2 separate regions of the Sus scrofa genome follow, and region 1 is linked to region 2. A link is a contact called in public HiChIP or PLAC-seq data. All regions are on one chromosome and are shown on one strand. The core of a region is the stretch at or near the end of the contact, and the rest is flanking DNA. Distances in the headings are between cores, read along the strand shown.

What was found. HiChIP or PLAC-seq counts read pairs in DNA pulled down with a chosen protein or histone mark.
Region 1: a contact with region 2 is called in an H3K27ac HiChIP or PLAC-seq map of alveolar macrophages. The contact joins two enhancer-like sites.

Annotation. Positions count from the first base shown.
Region 1 is chr9:102,753,315-102,760,101 of Sscrofa11.1, forward strand. GSAP (gamma-secretase-activating protein) reads left to right here. Exons shown (of 32, transcript XM_021102559.1): 20 at 410-463. Among named protein-coding and RNA genes, the nearest start is that of GSAP, 62 kb to the left of the region's middle. Within about 2 kb of position 1,392, at least 51 of the 83 cell types and tissues checked have an H3K27ac peak or open chromatin away from gene starts, as enhancers often do. A contact at or near this core is called in alveolar macrophages, where this site is marked.
Region 2 is chr9:102,447,723-102,454,296 of Sscrofa11.1, forward strand. The region is part of intron 1 of LOC102167692 (a long non-coding RNA gene); the gene reads left to right. Among named protein-coding and RNA genes, the nearest start is that of RSBN1L, 16 kb to the left of the region's middle. Within about 2 kb of position 1,604, at least 16 of the 83 cell types and tissues checked have an H3K27ac peak or open chromatin away from gene starts, as enhancers often do. A contact at or near this core is called in alveolar macrophages, where this site is marked.

The sequences.
Region 1 (6,787 bases), core at 142-2,641, 310 kb after region 2:
GAGCGGCCCAATAAATGGCAAAAAGCCAAAAAAAAAAAAAAAAAAAAAGGAAAGTTTACACCCTATTATTATATTTCATGGTGCAAATATAATTTGCTTCCTTTGTTCTTAAATGAAAATGTGTAAATAATACATTATTTGCTCTATATTTCATAATAATAGTCTTATCCTTGCCTTTAGTGACACTGTCAACTATTATAATCTTAACTTTCAGAATATTTCCCTTCCCAAGGCAAGAGATAGGCTGTGTTCATCGTTATTTATAAACCCCAAGGTTTATTTAAAGTAGAGGTTAGCAAACTGGAAGCTGCCCTCAGCTTCTGTCTGTGCAGAAAACACTTCCTGAAGGCTCGGGCTGGTGGTAGTTGATACATTTAGCAGTGATGTGTCTGTTTTTCCCCCACCCTAGGAAATTCCTGGAATAACCCTTGTGACAGAAGAGATCCCATTGCCTCTTATGAAGGTAAGTTTATAGCAAGGGACAAAAAGCACAGACCTGAGTGGCTTCCTTGCTGACCTCTGCGGTCACCTGCCCCGAGTGCTGCGGTGGTTCCAGAGGGATTGTACAGTGTCAGAAGAGGATGGAGTGAGGGTAGGGCTCGTTGTCTAGGAAATCCTTCCCTGGTAGTGGTCACTAAGGATGATGTCAGGGCAATTCTTAGGAATGCTCTTTGAAGAGGGAGGTTTTAGAAGCCAGAGAACTATAAGGCTTGATTTGAAGCATCTAGAAGTCATACGTTCCACTGTGCCTCAAACAAGTCTACCCTGGAGGAGTTCTTGTAAATTTTCTTTAGAGGACCTGGGAGCTGTTTTTTTTGTTTTTTTGTTTTTTTAACTTCACGTGTGTTGTTACCCCCAACACACACACACACAATCCCAAAATCATTAAGTAACCTGGCCTGGGATTACCTAACTTCCTTCTGCTTCTGAGAACAGCTCTTCTTTCTCAAGAGTGACCTGTCAGGGCTGTCTCTGGTCTCGTTGGCACCTCTTTCCTGCCTGTGCGGTGGCGGCGGCGGCGGCAGCATTCACTCGTCATTCGTTTGTTCGTGGCTCTCTGCAGTCTGGTGGTTTCAGAGTTTCTGAGCACAATAGGGAGGGCTGGGTGGAGTGGCTGAGTAGAAAAGAATGTGTATGTAGTTAAAAACTGCGGAGTATTTTAGCACAGTTTCCTTGAAGCTCCTTTGTTGTTCTTGGCATTGCTTCCTGTTAATTATAGCTTAGTGTGTGCTGGGAAATCTCAGCTTTTGGCAGCAGGCAGCTCGGGGTGCTGCTGCCTTTTACTATTTACATGTGATTCTTCTGATCCAGGAAGGCCAGGCCAGGCCTGGGCAGCTGAGGGAAAGCTGTGGGCGTTTGAGGTCATGGTGATGCCCTGGGAGTTCTGGGGTTTGGTCCTAAGAAGGGTCCTTGAGGGGGAGATGGACAAATGATGTTTCTAGGCAGCACTGTTAGACACCTGGGAAGGTCTGCAAAAGCAGGGAGAAGTAGGGAAGAGAAATGTTCGATTAATAGCTTGAAAGATTCTTACTAAGGGCCTCCATCCTTTCATTTCATTGTTTCTGCTTTTACCACTAGTCCAACAAACCCATAATGTGTTTAATGGACACACAATAAATCAGTAAAAGAAATTTTAAAAAGAAAGCAATGTCACCCCAAATTCTGAAGTTCCTAACACATTGTCTGTTTGCCCCATTTCGTCTTGGTCTGTGTTATAAGTATGTGTATTTTACCCAGTAGAGATATTTACCAAAGATTATGAATTATAATACATCATACATATTTTCATGTCGGTACATAAACTTCATAATTTTCATAATTATGATTTCTAATGACTCCATAGGATTCCATTGTGTCGCCCTGTCTTACATTTTTTTCTGTTTTGAGATATTTATTTTGTTTTTAGCCCTCACTAAAATTTTTTTTGCTGTTAAAAGTAATGTTGCAATGAATATTTTTATGTAGTTTGTGTGTGTGTGTGTGTGTGTGTGTGTGTGTGATTTATTCCCCAAGGTTAAATGCCCAGGAGTGTTATTGGGTGAAAAGGTATGACAATTTTTATAGCCTTTGATTCTTATTGCCAAATTGATATTCCAAAGGCGTTGTAATAATTTACACTGTTACAAGGGATTTGTGAGTGTATGTTTTACTCTAACCTTACCGTCATCATTGTTATTTTTTTTTAGGGAGGCACCTGCAGCATCTGAAAGTTCCCAGGCTAGGAGTCGAGGCAGCCACAGCACCAGATCTGAGCCGTGTCTGCGACCTACACCGCAGCTTGCAGCAATGCCACTGGATCCTTAACCCATTAGTAGGGCCAGGGATCAAACCTGTATCCTCATGGATACTAGTCAGGTGCATTATCGCTGAACCGCTTTTTCCCATTGGCTTATTCTAAGAATACAATCTGCCTCTGCTTAGGAAGCAAATAGCTTATTTTTGCATTCTCCGATTTTTTATTTTTGTCTTTTCTATTTGTGTGTGTATGTAAAATGATATGTTTTTATGTAGTCCATGTTTTTTTCTTCTTTGATATTTACTTTGCTTTCTCCTCACTTTTTTCTCTTCTTCCCTAATTATCTTTATTTAGCACTGGCTCTGCAGAGAGTTTTTACCATTAACTGTTCCCAAACATGCTTGGGAGCTCTGCAGCACCTCCACATGTATTTACATGCTGGTGGGGAGAGTTACCTAGGACAAGTTTGAGCTGTAGACATTTTCTTATCCTCTCCCTGCAGACACGATTCATCAGGGAAGGCAGAGGAATGCTGCTGAGATTTGCCTTGGGCTCCGGAGAAGGTGGAACTGGGTCTGGTGTAGCCAGCACCCTCCATTCCCCATACCCCATCACTAATCAGTACCTTCAGTTCAGAGGATACCTGGCCCTGAAAGCTCTCATTTGTTTCCCCATCTCTGCTTGCATAACACCCCTCACTATAAGCAGCTGCCTTTGACCTACTTCTACCCCAATTCCCAACTTAATTATGTTGCAACGAATCTGGTTGCATTGGCACATCCCACCTACTCTTCCTCCCTCCCGGCCCTAGTTATGTGACTGTTCTCGCAGTTTACCGGATAGGAGCTGGTTCTGAGCACCCCTGACCTGAATCCCATGTTACCTTTCAAAGGTATGCTCGCTGCCAGACTTGCCACGAGGCCCACGGCACCCCTGTCTGCTCTGACCACACTAGCTTCCATCCTGCTTGGAAGATGACTGCCCTGATAAGGAGTCTGGAGAGGGAAGGGCAAAATGCCACTAGACAAGAACTCTCCTTCTCTCTCTGCAAATAACTTTAGTGTGAACTGGAGTACTTTACAAGTGTTTGCTCTGTGAACATTGAATTGAACTGGTTTCACCAGTTTATCACCTGAAAGACAAAAGCCTTCCTCACTGTATAGAATGGTTTCCAAAAGAATTTTTTAAAATGAAACAGAAAGTATATTGAAACAAGATCCTTGCCTTACAAGGAATGTCATCAAGAAAGGCCTTCCTAATAGGAATGATTTTATCCCTTCCGCAGGAAGCCATGTAGTGATTAAGAAGAAAAATAGAAACGATAGCTTACTTGACTATCAAGATAAAAGTTGAATAAGCATGCCTCAAAGGGAGTATTTTTATTAAAGTATTTTTTAAGCCAGGCATCTTTAGCTTCATTTTGTAAAGTAAGGAACCTTTAATTTAATAGTTTGTATAGTAATTATTAACTGTCTGACCCAGAAACTGGGAAGGAGAAAGACTTCAAGTCCTTTCCCAGTTATGGCCACTCCATGTGAAGACGACGCTGCAGTGACTGTTGTGTCTAGATGCCTCTGAGAAATTAGGGAAGAGGGTGGTGGTCACATGGGCTGTTCTCCATTCAGAGACATGTTCACTGAATTATGCTTCTCTTAAACATTTAAAAAGTGTTTTAAAAATACTGTTTTAATTGGGAATGAGTATAATTAAATGCTTAGTGAAACACAAAAGACCCTTTTTTCCCTTGACCCTCCCAATACAAATGGCCACCATCACTGAAATAAAAAGTCTCTTAGCAATCCAGTGTATCAACAGCATCACAATCTTAACAGCTTACCATTTTTAAAAATTGGAACTATTGCTTTGACAGCAGCGTAGCATTACCAGAATGCTGGTATGTGGGAAATGTCAGCTGATTACATGGGAAATGTCAATTGACTTTCCAAAGTTTCGTTTGTACATACGTGATATTGTAATATAGCTGGAAATACATGTTTGGTCTTCATCCACGGTTCCTGGCACAGAGCTCCTAAAGTCCTTGTAATTTCCTACGTGATAAGAGCTACAGGGACGTCTTTTATTATAATGCTTAGTGTTTGTTCCCAGTTCCTAAAATAGCTCCAGAGCACAAAGGTGAAAAGAATGTCTTCTATTATTCCTAACAAGCCCCTTTCAACCACACCTGAGTTTGTTAATGATGTGACTTTTGGAAAGCACCTAAGGGTGGGGGCAGGTTGCCAGCAGAGCCAACCTTGTTATTAGAGGGTTGGAACTTTCTGTCCTCTACCACCATTTGCTAAGGTTAGAGTGGTTGGAGATAAGAGTTCAGTCACCAATGGCCAGTTACTTATTCAACGATGCTTCTGTAATGGATCCTCCTTAAGGAACCCTAACTGACCGGTTTGGGAGACCTTCCAAGGTGGTTGAACATATGGAGGTGCCTGGGTAGGGGAGCTGCACCTGAAGAGAGAATGGAAGCTCAGAGCCCATTCCCACATGCGCCTCGCCCTGAGCGTCTCTTCCATCTGGCTATTACTCCGTTGTATCCTTTTATTTTTTATTTTTTTAAATTTTTCTTTATTTTTAGTTTTTTTTTTAATCTATCAGTAGTAGTTTATTAGTTGTATCCTTTTATAATCAACTGGCGTATAGTATGCAAACTGTATTCCCAAATTCTGTGAGCCAGAATTTAATATCTGAAACAAATTAAAGGACCCATAAAAGGGGTCCTAGGAACCTCTCGTTTATAGTCAGTCAGTCAGAATCACAGGTAACAACCTGGACTTGCCATTAGCATCTGAAATGGGGGGCAGTCTTGTGGGACTGAGCCTTCAACCTGTGGGTCTGACACTACCTCCAGGTAATGGTAGCACACTCTGCTGGCCTTAAAGAATTGATAGATGTGGAGGAAAAACCCCACACATTTGGTGACCAGGAGTGAAATATTCTATGAATAGACAGTTGTAGAGAAAAAATACGAGTATTTCCTATACAGCATATTTTTGGGGACAGTGAGTTATATAAGCAAGTGTAGTTAATATTGTAAAAATGTAATTTTGTGATGTTACAAAGAAACACTGTTTATAGAGCCAGTGGGTCAGGCTGGTAAATGCATCCCTGTCACATCTGTAGAGATGAGAGTCTCTTCAGTTTACTTCCTCCGATCTCAGGTGGCTGTGGGGTGAGAGCACCAAATCCTAACCACTGGACAGGCAGGCCTGATGTGGGTCCCCAGTCCTTGTCGCTTTGGAGAAAAAAATCCAGAAAAGAGACTGAGAGTAGTGAGGCAAGAAAAGTGTTTATTAGGATAGAAGATATGTGCAGAGAAAGCGTGTGTGGGCTCAGAAAGAGAGACAGACAGGCAGATAGACAGAGAGAGAGCGCGAGAGTGCCATGTGCTTTGGAGGTGGTTTAAATCACTTCTATGGGGTGGTCCTTCTGGGCTTCTCCTGGCCAGTCACCTTGCTTTGTCTGGCCTTGAGTCCACATTTGGCCTGGCTGGGGGCCCTCCCCTGTGTGTGCATGTATCTCTACGTCAAGATGGATTCTAGCATGAAGGTTTCTGGAAAGTTGAAAGAATGTACTATGGTCTGTTGCCCCATCCCTTCTCTGACCCCCAAGGAACCTTTCTGTGCATGTGAGTTCAGGAGGTCTCCTTGACCTCAAGAATGAGAAATATGTGGTCTCTTTATCTTTTATCCAAGCAGGACTCAGCTCCTCCTTGCTCCTGCCATTATCTTTATCTTGAAGTGTCTGTCCACAGGGGACAGATTCCAGTTGCTCAGCCTGGGACCCATCTATCTCCTGCCTCATTCCCAGGTGATGAAACTGAGGAATAGACCCAGGCTCAAGGATTCTTGACTTTACTTCTCCCCTAGCAGCCCCTAGGCCGTGCTGTTCTTACTCATAGTTTGGTTGAAGATGTAACATTTAATTTTAAGGTTGAGAGAAGGGAACTATTTTAGCATGAGCTTTCTCAGGATATATGCTGATTTTTGAGAAGGAAGAATTTAGAGCCCTAAATGCATTTAATATATTACATTAAAATACATCCCATTAAAAATGGCTAATGGGGGAGTCCCCATTTTGGCACAGTGGTAAGGAACTTGACTAGTATCCATGAAGCTGGGGCTTCAATCCCTGGCCTTGCTTGGATCCTGTGTTGCTGTGGCTGTGGCTGGCAGCCGTAGCTCCGATGCCACCCCTAGCCTGGGAACTTTCATGTGCCGCAAATGTGGCTGTAAAAAGCCAAAAAAAAAAAAAAGGCTAATCTGCAAAGAAGAGTTTTTTGTTTGTTTGTTTGTTTAAAAATAATGTTGGGAAGAAGGAGTAATTCCATGTATAAATGGGAGAACTTGCACTTACAGCAGCAGTCCCCTTAGTGGAAAGCCTCAGGAGTTCCAGTCACTGGTCCTCTGTATGGGTGGCCTTGTTTAGAGCATTTTGGCTTAGTATGGTACCTTGCTAGTTGTATGGACACATATATATTTCTATTTTATTCTGTCTTTGTTGGAGGTAGTGGGTCACTGTGTTTCTTTGGGTTACAAGTAA
Region 2 (6,574 bases), core at 354-2,853:
ATAAATATTCACTTTTTAAGTTAACTTTTAAAATCTAACCCAAACTCTGATTAAGTCTGTTTACATTGTAATTTCTATTTTTAGAACTTTAATCCTAGTCATTTCCCTGTTTAATCCCTATATTTGATTTCAATGAGTAGAAAATACAAAATTCTAGAAAAATGTCACTGAGAGTTTTACATCTGTTAGTGAAAGAGGACATAAAAGGGGATACAAATCAGGTGCCTGAAAACCTTGAATCAAAGCATGAAACCTGGGGTCAGGATTTGCCGCATCCAACCTCGCTAGCAAAAATGGGCTGGTCCAGTTGCCAAGCAAAGAGGGTAAGCTTTCTTTGTTCAGAGTTCTTACAACCTTGGGTGGTGTTTGCCTTGAAGTCTTAATCTTACCATCTAAGTTTACAGATACTACCAGTGTACCTTGCCCATCACCTTGATCTAGGTCAAAAGTATGAGTAGTGTGGACATTCAGTGATTTTCACCTTCTTCATAGTGGTCAGTACATGGGCATAGGTATGAGGCATTCAGTTTTTGATGATGATACCAAGTGAAGTGCTTCTGTGATTATCATAGCAAGCCTAAAATAATGCAACATCAATATAAATTATAGGTATGGTATCATAATGTGGTATGCTTGTAAATGAGTAACTAACTCAGTCTAGGTGTTAAATAACACTTCTCATGCCCCAGGGAAAGGCATTAAGCAGGAAAACACAAATGGTTTAGTGGCAGATGATACAGAATTTTTTGCGTATGTGAAGGACATCATTATTTTTATTTCTATGGACAAGCCAATGTCTATGACCACTCTATGACTAACTGAAAACAAATCATATTTACGTGAATTTATATTGCCTCTCTCCCGCAACATTCTTTCCTGTTTATAATGACGTGTTTAGTAATTTTTTTTAAATGTGCTAATTAATGATACTGTTTTCTGTAGTTTCTTTATTCCTTGATATTCCACCTCTTATGCTAGAGGTGCTGCCCTACTACCTACTTATGGATGTCCTTCCCTTTTTTTGTCTTTTTTTAGAGCTAAACACGCAGCATATGGAGGTTCCCCATATCGGAGCTACAGCTGCCCATCTCCACCACAGCTCACAGCAATGCTGGATCCTTAACCCACTGAGTGAGGCCAGGGATCGAACCCGCAACCTCATGGTTCCTAGTCGGACTTGTTTCTGCTGCGCCACGACACAACAGGAACTCCCTTCTTCCCTTTATCTTCAATTATTAGATATTTGCTTTTTCTTATTTTCCATATACCTTAAGCATTTAGTCAGTAAATACTTATAAAGCACCCACATGGTGCCTGGCAGTAGACTAATTGCTGGGAATATAGCGATAGACAAGGCAGACATGTTCTTCTCCTCATGGAGCATTTACTCTCTAGTCACAGTTTGTGTTTCCAGATAAGCTTTTCATTAGTACTTTTGTTATTCAGTACTGTCATTTCAGGAGTTCCCATCATGGCTCAGTAGTGGTGAACCCGACTAGTATCAATGAGGACATGGGTTTAATCCCTGGCTTCATTCAGTGGGTTAAGGATCAGCTGTTGCCTGAGCTGTGGTGTAAGTTGCAGACACGGCTCTAATCTGGTGTTGCTGTGGCTGTGGTGTAGGCCAGCAGCTACAGCTTTTATTCAGCCCTAGCCTGGGAACTTCCATATTCTGCAGTGAGGCCCTAAAAAGACCAAGAAAAACAAAAAAAAAGACTTGTCATTTCACTTTCACTTCTTACTCATTTATTTGTACGACAAAGAGTATTGTGTGTCTGTAGTGTACCAAGCACTGTGTGATGATATAATTGAGAAGATAGATGTGAACAGATAAATCATAGCACTGTGGTTAAAGTAATGCAGTAATAGTGTGAACTATATACAATGAAAATACAAAAAGCAAATCAACAACTCTAGCTGGAGAAATGAGGAAAAGCATACCAGAGAAGATGATATTTGAGTTGAATTTTTAAAGATTAGAAGGAAAAATGATGGAAAAAGACTTCTGCAGCCAAAGAAAGAGCATTTGGAAAAAGATAGGTAATAATGACATGTTTAATGTGGTTTTCTTTGTGAGTTCATTGTAGTTCAAGTAAAAGGGGCACAAAGTGCCATAAAAGGAGAGATCTCTAAAATGGACTAGAGCCAGATTATGGAAGGTGTTGGTCATGATAGTCTGGGCATGCTGAAGACTAACTGCACGTGTTTTAATTTGAGCTTAATGAGGAAGAATGAAACTTGTTCACCTAAGTATGTTTCACTTCCTGCTAGTTGCTCCTGACTCACCCATTATTGCTTCCCAACTCTTAACTGAATACTTCTCCAGGCCGTGCCTTTTAATTCTCCATGCAGTGCTTAAATGCTATTTCAGTTATCACAGCTTTTCTACAAACTGAAGAATATTAGGAAAAATTACATGTGAAATTAGATTTACCTTAGCTCTTACTAAAGCGTTGTTGGAATTTAAACATCATATTCATTTTATATAACTCATCTCCTTATTTAGCTCTCTGTTTATATTCCTATTTATGATTACTTTTATTTGAAAACATAAACATACTTTGAACAGTAAAATTTTGAAATATTTTTATATTGCTTACAAAATAATACTTATGTAGCTTCTTCTTCTTCTCTTACCTTTAAAAAAATGAGTGTCTTGGAGTTTTCTGAGGCTCAGCAGATTAAGGGTCTGGTATTGTCACTACAGTGGCTCAGGTTGCTGCATGAGTTTGATCCCTGGCCCAAATTTCCACATGCCTCGGTCACAGCTGTCAAACAAAGAACAAAACTGAAAAAAAGCAAAAAGAATGTCTCTTTTGAAGAGACTTTTACCATACACAAAGATGCAAAATCAAGTCCAGTCTGTGACCAACATAGCATTCTGTGACCTATCTACACCACTTGATCAGCAATATAATGTCCAGGAAGTTCCTGTTGTGGCTCAGTGGTAGCAAATCCGACTAGTTTCCATGAGGACACAGGTTTGATCCCTGGCCTCACTCAGTGGGTTAAGGATCCAGCCTTGCTGTGAGCTGTGGTGTAGGCCGCAGATGCAGCTCAGATGTAGCATTGCGGTGTCTCTGGTGTAGGTCAGTGGCTACAGCATCAATTCGACCCCTAACCTGGAAATGGAAATATGCCATGGGTGCAGCCCTAAAAAGACAAAAAAAAAAAAAAAAGACTAAAATGTCCACTGTTCTCATTAAGAGACTTTCCTTTCTCTGCTTTTACCCCTGTTCGTTCAATAGTTTGTGTGTTTGCTCTATTCATTTAAAGATACCTTTGAACTCTAATAAACTCAAAAACCTGTTTGTCCAGTTTAGTATATGATCATTTTCCCCTCATCCATGACTTATATTTCTGTAAGCTGATATTTGTATTTATACTTTTTATATGCGTAGATTATTATAAAAAGTAATACCATATGGAGAGGGGGTAGTAGAAGTGACTTAGAGATTTTGCATTCATGGCACTTATTAGATGGCTTGTTTTTTTAAGATTAAGGTAGCTCGGGTGGCCAATCTGATCGTCCATAAATCACAATTTAGAGACTTTTCTTTTTTCTGAAAAGTATATAAAAGGATATAAATAATAGGCTATTCAGATAATTGGTCATTAGTGAATCTTTTCAACAAAAATATAATCAGGGTCTTTATTCTTTTAGCAGATGTTTATTTAGCCCACACCATATGCTAACAGTCACTATTCTAAGTTTTAGGTATACAGTGGCAAACTAAATGAACATAATCCCAGCCTTATGGAATATATGTATTACACAAAAAACTATGTATATAGTTATAGATATAAACTATATATATCCTGATATGAGTTATGAAGAAAATAAATGGACTTCTAAAGCAGGAGTAGAAAAAACTGCTTTAAATAGAACAGTCAGAAAAGAAATGGATGTGAAAAGAAAAGCATTCCAGGTAGAGAGTAGCTTGTTCAAGAGCCATGAGACAGGAGGGAGCTGGGAGCTGGGCTTTCTCAAAGAATAAGAAGGACATTAAGTTCCATGAGGAAAATAATTTTTTCTTTTGTGTAGAACAATGTGTTTTAAATAATGGGCCCATAGAAATATTTGTGTATGACTGAATCAATATCTGTTTACCTAAGATACAGTGAGTACAAGCTGAAGTTGGAAAAGGAGGCAAGGATTAGACCATGCCAAACCTTGTTTAAAAAAAAAAAAAAAAAAAGGAAAAAAACTTAAGGATCTAATTTACACTTTATAAAGATCACTCACAACTGTGAAAAATTTTTTGGTGGGGAGCAGAAATAGAAGGGAAACCTGGATTCAGTAGAGAGAGGTGGAGACAGGTAGACCCAAAAAAATCATTAAATAACTGTATGTTAGAGCCAAGGTCGTAGTTTAACTTCCTATCCATTTCACGTCTTTGACAGCTTTAGCAAAGTGAATATATCTGATTTATCTTTGTAATCCTAGGACTACCACAGCTTCTCAACCCTCAGATCAAGCCTGAAAAGAAATTAACCTTTGGCTAGAATTTAGTCAAGCCCTTGAAGAAAGTAATTTCAGAGTTTCCCCTGAGTCTTTGTATTATTGAAGGAGTGACCACAGTAAATGGAGGCACAAGGAAGATCAAGAATGTGACTTATGAGTTCCCATTGTGGCGCAGTGGGTAAGATCCTAACATAGTGTCCTTGAAGATGTGGGTTCTATCCCTAGCCTTGCTCAGTGAGTTAAGGATTGCGGTTCTGGCTTTGCTGTGGCCATGGTGTAGGCCTGCAGCTGCAGCTCTCGTTTGACCCCTAGCCCCGGGAATTTTCATATGCCACAGGTGCAGCCCTAAAAAGAAAAAAGAAGAATGTAGATTATTCTACAGGATAACTGACTGGTCTTGTAAAAAGCGGGGTGGGGGGAAGGCAGAGAAACATTCTGGTTATTTGCTGCTGTGTAACAAATTATGCCCAGTGAGTACCTATTTTGAAGAGATTTTACCACCCATACAGAAGCAAAACAAGGGAAAGTCATTTTTAAAATATTGTTATTGCTGGGAGTTCCCTTCATGGCTCAGCAGAAACAAATCTGACTAGCGTCCACAAGGACACAGGTTCCATCCCTGGCCTTGCTCAGTGTGTTAAAGGATCCAGGTTGTAGTGAGCTGTGGTGTAGCTCGCAGACATTGCTCAGATGTGACGTTGCTGTGGCCGTGATGTAGGCCGGCAGCTACAGCTCCAATTAGACCCTAGCCTGGGAAACTTTATTTGCCATGGGTATGGCCCTAAAAAAAAAGACCAAGAAAAAGTATTGTTATTGCTAAATAAATTCAACTTAAACTCATGATTAATTCCTAGAGAAGGGTTGCCCCACTCACACCTCCTTTGGCACTATTGTGAGGGGATAGCTTCTTTTGTGGAGACTCTACCCATTGTTCCAGGCTGTGTCCAGCAGAATGAGCTTAGGGACTGGCAGAGAGGTGTTTGGGAAGCTAAGGAGTGAAATTGCTTGCTTAATGTCAGAGAGATATTAAGAAAAAAGCTCTTTTTTCAGCATACACCAAAAATAACCTTGAGTGGAGCTGTGAGGCTGATGGTGGTTTTATAAAATTGATCATTGCTTAGGTTCTCAGTGAATGGGGATTTGCTGCCTCACAAAGTAGTCTGTTCTACTTTTGAATTGCCCTACTTGTTAGGTAGTTATTTCTTTCACTGAGCCAAACATTTTTCCCCTTTTATTCCCACCCACTGTATGTAGTTTTACTCTAGAACTGTAGCAAATAAGACTAATTCCTTTTGTTGGAATTTTAAGATTTGATTTGTTTTGGAATGGCTGTCTGGACCACTTTTAGTCTTTTAATCTGTTGCAAGAGAAAATGAAGTAGTAGCAAGGTTAAATTTATTTGATGCAGTAGACAAAGTGGCCCATGTGAAGGCAAATTTTGTCTTAAGATTTGCCAGTAACTACAGCCTTTATAATGCGAAACTTAGTCTGCACCTGTGTAACTGCCACATTTATCTCCTGGATTTTAAAGGAACTGCAGCTCTAGGTGGGCAGCCTCTGCTGGAGTAATAATAACTAAAATAATTTAAAGTCAGAGCATTGCCCTATTCCCTTCCCCCTCCCCCATTCCTGAGCCATCCATATAACTGGATAGTATCAAAATCCTTCTTTTTGAGTTCTGAGACTCTCATTCTCTGACTACCTTGCTCTTGGTATAACCTGTTGCTTCCCATTCCTGAGAGACTGCCGGGTTCTGCAGAAAGGAGTGACTGTCCCCTCAGCCACACTCTGAATATTCTGTATTGCACTGTCTCTTGCCCTCTTTCTTCAGTAACTGTTCCTTGGCCAGTTTTCCTTCTTCCAGAATTTTCATCTCTTAGCCATGGATCGCCTCTGCTATTCTTTTCATGTTGTGGTTCTACAAATGTTTTATTATCATTGTATTAGGCCTTCTTTGGGGAGAAGACATAAATGTGCATTGTCAGCCAACTTGAGCCAGAATTGTAGTTAAAATCATATTTAATATAAGTAAATCACATTCCAGTAATTTTTTTTAACGATTTGGTGACTTTTAGTATATTCAGAAAGTTGTGTAACCATAGCCACAAT